Regions from separate parts of the Zea mays genome. Here region 1 is linked to region 2. The links are chromatin contacts, called in public Hi-C maps. All regions are on one chromosome and are shown on one strand. The core of a region is the stretch at or near the end of the contact, and the rest is flanking DNA. Distances in the headings are between cores, read along the strand shown.

Region 1 (2,793 bases), core at 220-2,719, 370 kb before region 2:
GAACAAGCAGCAGCAGCAGCAGCAGCCCATTCCATTCCACAGGCGGCACTCTGTTTTGTACTCCCTCCGTTTCTTTTTATTTGTCGCTGGATAGTGCAATTTTACACTATCCAGCGACAAATAAAAAGAAACGGAGGGAGTATAGGAGTAGCAAGTAACCTAAGGATGGATGTGGATGTGGTACAGCCTCGTGCAGCCGTGCCGGGCTATCTGGAAAGGCACGCGGGGAGTCGGTCGGTGGGGCAGGACCGACGGGACGCGGCGACCACCCATACCGTGCGCGACAAACTGCGCGTGGCCTTTTCTTGGACGGAAAGCCGGTGGATCCGACGCGCCCGCGGGTTGCCGCGGCACGGGCACGGCACGCAGGAGGGGAGCCTGGGAGGCTGGACTGGTGCCGGGCGGTTTTGCCGCCTACCCCCCGCCGCGCAAACCGGCGTCCGGACGGGCTGGTGCGTCTCCCGCCGACTCCGCCTGCGCCTGCGCCGTGACACGGATGCCACGAGCCCACGCACGACCCTGGCTTCCGCGACCGCGCTGCCCGAGAGCAGAACCCGGCCGCGGCACGCAGTTTTGGCACCGCGCCTGCCGCCCGTACGGAGCAGACGGCAGAGCGAGCGTGCTTCTGGCTTGTGGGTCGCTCGTGAGTGGAGCGTTTAGCTTATGCCTGTTCTCACTTTCTTAAATTAGTGCACGTAAAACCAGCGACGGAGGGTTCCTTTTTTACTAGTGCTATTTTTTTAACCGGTTTGTCACCGACAGAAGCGTATGTATATACATGTCAAACGTACTAGTACACTCGGTCTTTTTACATACATATGGTTTGCTCGTTCCTTACTGGTTCAGTTTGTTTTTGTTTCCAGGAGTAGGAACTCTGTACTGCTACACGGCACGGCCCCTCCCTGCTCCCTCGGGTCAAAACTCAAAAGCCTTCATTTTGATCACGGCCAGCCGGTCAGGTCATTTCTTTATTATTTTCATGTCGTTATTTTCTTTCTCGTTTTTTGGGTGATGCGAAGAGCCAAACGGGAGCTTAAATATTGACCAGTGTCCTTCTGGAGCAAATTAACTTTGACTCTCACCAAGACGTGTTTTTTGCATATACATGGACTGATGGACTGATCTGTTTCTTTTATGCGAGAACAAGTACTATATGGTAAGCGAGAACTCGCAGTGGTGGGAACAAAGCCCATCGCAGAAACGGCACCACCACCGCTGCTCTCTCGCTTCGATTTGCCTTGCCATCTAGATTCTAGATAGACTGCTACTGCTACCGTCCTTACGACGCGAGAAGTGGCCTGCTATTGCTAGAAGCCCGGGGTCACTTTCTTTGAACGTACGCCGTACGCGTATACACACATGCTAAAGCATCAGGTCTCCTGCCTGCCCCTTCCTTGCCCGGGCCAGCCTCGCCGCTTGGGGCGCGCATAAATACCAGCGCGGCCGCGGTACCCCTGCCACAGACACACAACACACAATCCCCTGCAACTGCAAGTCGTCTTCTTCCCCAAGCCTAAAACCAACAACAGTTTGGCAGATCGCCCGGCTCGATCGATCGCAGCCATGGTGCTCTCCAAGGCCGTCTCCGAGAGTGACATGTCCGTGCACTCCACGTTCGCGTCGCGCTACGTCCGCTCGTCTCTCCCAAGGTACGCACCCATTATTCCCCCCCACTACTCCCCTTAATTCGCAGCTGTTCTTGCAATTGGACCGGCCGGCGACTCCATCTCGCGTGAACATGTTCTTCTTGCCGGTGTTTGTGTGCTGGAACGGCCGGTTTATCTGCAGCTGCTAGTGGCTATGGCTTTGAGCACTGACATACTGACTTTTGGTCCGTGCCCGCGCGCCCGCGCCGCAGGTACCGCATGCCGGAGAACTCCATCCCCAAGGAGGCGGCGTACCAGATCATCAACGACGAGCTCATGCTCGACGGGAACCCGCGCCTCAACCTGGCGTCCTTCGTCACCACCTGGATGGAGCCCGAGTGCGACAAGCTCATCATGGCCGCCATCAACAAGAACTACGTCGACATGGACGAGTACCCCGTCACCACCGAGCTCCAGGTACATCATCATCACCCTCAGCAACGATCTTTTTGATCGGAGAGTTCTTGGTTGGCTGACCAAAAGCCAGTTCCAGCAGAACCGACTCAGATTTTGTGTCTTCTCTCTCCTGACACTCGACTGCGGCGACATTGCAGAACCGGTGCGTGAACATGATCGCGCATCTCTTCAACGCGCCGTTGGGCGAGTCCGAGACGGCGGTGGGCGTCGGCACGGTGGGCTCGTCGGAGGCCATCATGCTTGCCGGGCTGGCCTTCAAGCGCAGGTGGCAGAACAAGCGCAGGGCCGAGGGCAAGCCGTTCGACAAGCCCAACATTGTCACCGGCGCCAACGTCCAGGTACTAACAGTTCGTTTTCATTCGGCCCCCAAATCCCAACAAGCTAGGCGACGAATCTCGGCTCTAAACCAGTCGCGCGCGATCGCCCGTTTGAGTCCTGCAGGTTTGCTGGGAGAAGTTCGCGAGGTACTTCGAGGTGGAGCTCAGGGAGGTGAAGCTGCGCGACGGCTACTACGTGATGGACCCCGAGAAGGCGGTGGAGATGGTGGACGAGAACACCATCTGCGTCGCCGCGATCCTGGGCTCCACGCTCAACGGCGAGTTCGAGGACGTGAAGCTGCTCAACGACCTGCTCCAAGCCAAGAACAGGGAGACCCGGTGGGAGACGCCCATCCACGTGGACGCGGCGAGCGGCGGCTTCATCGCGCCCTTCCTGTACCCGGACCTGGAGT
Region 2 (2,755 bases), core at 56-2,555:
CGCTGCGCGTGCGATGACGACGACCGGTTGAGCGCGGCGCGGGTGAGCTCGATCCACCGCATCCCGACGCGCTTCTTGTCGGCACCCAGCACGTTGCGCGCGCGCAGCGGCACCACCTCCTGGAACCCCAGCACGTACATGTCGTAGGGCCCGTCGTCGTCGTCGCCGCCGCCGCCGTCCAGCCAGTCCGACAGGTCCAGCTCGTCCGGTGGCGCCACGCCGCCGACGTTCCACGTGCTCGCGAACAGCCTGATATGCCATATGCCAGCAGACGATAGCGAGACGCCAGTTTAGCTTACTTAGCGGCGATTTTGACTTTCTTCCACAGCAGCAGCAGGCAGCAGCCAGTAGTCACTCACGGCTCTCTCCTCTCCCTGAGGAATACATGGTTGGCTACTGCTCGAGTGCACATGGCCAATAGGAGAAGCACGTACTTGTACTTGAGGGTCTTCTTGTTGCGCTCCTGCGGCTGCGGCTGCGGCCGCGCCCGCTTCACGCAGCGGCTGGCGTCCGCGTCGTCGGGGTCGGGGCTGCACCCGCCGCCGTCGAACTCCGTTCCACCAAAGACGACATCGCCGTCGCCATCGGTGGCCGGGAAATCGGCGACGAAGGCGTGGCTGCCCGAGGTCTTCCGGAAGAGCTTGTTGGCCACCAGCCGCGGCCAGAGAACCTAGCCCCATGTGCGCACACAGCTAGCGTTAGTATATTACAATACACACAAAACCATGTCGCAGAGGGCGCCGGCCGTGTCGGAGCTGGGGCTAGCTCGGAAGATGAGCGAGTAGCGGGATCGGACATCAAGTGGAGAGGAGATAGATCTACAAGAAGGCGGCAACAGAGCGTGATGATGAGTGCGCTCGGCCGGGCTGGCCTACCTCCGCTTGCTTTTGGTTCTCTAGCATGATGAACTGATGATGAGCTTGTAGCACCACCAGCACGATGGAGTCGTAGCCTCGCGTATGCCCTCGCGAGCGGTCGTCTAGCTAAGCTAGCTATAGGGCGATGACGTGACGACGACTGCGGAGAAGAGCAGAAGAACGCCGGAGGACGAAGACGAGATGAAACTGAGAGGCCGCCTAGAGGACGGAAAGGGAAGAGAACAGCGGCTTAAATAGGCGCCGCGGGGGCTACATGACAAGGCGCGCGCCGCGCGGAGACAAAAATCTATGGAGCAGCTCGCGCCCGCCCGCCCATGTTCACGCACTCTCACAGGCACAGCTCACAGCCAGAGCTAACCGCCGGATGTTAACTTGGGTAGGACTAGTCACTAGAGGTCGGTCGGGCGCGTGCGCTGCATGGTGCCTGGCCAAGGGGGAAAAAGGGAGTACTAGCTACTACGAAGGATGGATGGCAGTGAAAGTGGAGGAAAGGGGGATGACGTCGGCTTTTGGACGCCATATATAGATGGTCAAATAAAGCGTGGAGTGACCTGTCTGGAGGGCACGATAGAGAGAGATTGTTGGAATGGGAATCTTTGCCTCTTCCACCAGCAGCCGGTCGGCGACAGCTCCACTCCAAGTCAGCGCCTGCAATCACAATTCGCAAGTGCTAATGTGTACGTCCGGTACATTTACATCTGAAACCCATGGATTTTTTTAAAAAAAAATCGCGAAAAAGTTATCTCAATTCGAATGGTACCTATTATAAATGTACTAGAACTCGAAGCGCCCTTACGGGCGCCATATTAGGACAATGCAGAATCTGTGTTGAGAAAAGTTTTTAGTCTGAATAAATCTATGTTAAATCTAAACGAAACTATTTGATGTAGAAGTTGCTGTCTGAACCATGGAAGATGCTGTCCGAACCTTGTGCAAACACAGGTTTCAGGTTAAACATACAAAACATCAACTTCTTTGGTAACCTTGTGGAACCATGTGCCATACAAAACAGTAGGTTCTTTAGTCTCAACCATAGAAGCTTTGTGGGACCTTGGGCATGCAAGCAGCATACAAAACAACACCTTCTATGGTTTCAATCTCGTACCAGCATAGAAGTTGCTATATACAAAACGGATTTCAGGTTTCTACAAAGTAGTATGCACAACATACACAATAGGTTTCAGGTTACCAAAAAGCAACATACACAACATAGAAAATAGGTTTCAGGTTACCAAAAATACCATAAACAGATCTCACACCAGCCTACACAGGTTTCAGGTTCAAATACAAGCATACACATGTTACATATTGTCAGCATAGAACTTGTGTAACCATATATAGATATAATTCATAGAATTCCTAAATCACATACTAAGAACAACTGCTTCTTTGAGTGACACTGACATCTCTTGGATACCGTGGCTTGGGAAATGGTTGCAAGGCCTTGAGGGGGGGTCAAAATAAAACTGACAAGGCCACTGATGCATTTGTGAACATAGCATGCCCCCATAGGGCCACCGATGCTACACAAGCTTCTTTCTAATATCATTTATCGACTGTTGTTTAATCTATAGACTATCTCGCTAGCCTACATGCGAGTGTTTATAAACTGGAGGCCCATATTTTTACTTTTTTCTAAAAAATAAACAATACAACAAAAGTAGGAAAATTTCTGTTAGATTCAAACCACAAAAAAGCAACTATAATGCAAGCAAACAAATGGTATATAACCAAAAAAATCCAATCATTTGTGACCCTCAAAAGGAGAAACTTTCAGAGTAACACTTACTTTTAAAAATCAGCTATAATGCTGGTGGTTATGATCTGCTCTCATTGTATACTCATGCTATGCTGGTGGCCCCACCATTCAGCCTATG

The links. Hi-C and Micro-C count contacts between places; a contact is called where the count stands out from the background.
Region 1: a contact with region 2 is called in a Hi-C map of ear, with 2.2 times the contacts expected there. The contact joins the promoter of LOC100381655 here to the promoter of LOC103639378 in region 2. A contact is called at or near these places in 3 of 25 Hi-C or Micro-C datasets (ear, endosperm and leaf).

What each region holds. Positions count from the first base shown.
Region 1 is chr9:150,524,934-150,527,726 of Zm-B73-REFERENCE-NAM-5.0, reverse strand. It overlaps LOC100381655 (Glutamate decarboxylase 1), which reads left to right and starts at 1,469. Exons shown (of 5, transcript NM_001174470.1): 1 at 1,469-1,649; 2 at 1,859-2,063; 3 at 2,201-2,401; 4 at 2,505-2,793. The coding sequence starts at 1,564.
Region 2 is chr9:150,157,074-150,159,828 of Zm-B73-REFERENCE-NAM-5.0, reverse strand. It overlaps LOC103639378 (type IV inositol polyphosphate 5-phosphatase 9), which reads right to left and starts at 1,305. Exons shown (of 5, transcript XM_008662130.3): 1 at 876-1,305; 2 at 435-670; 3 at 1-249. The coding sequence starts at 902.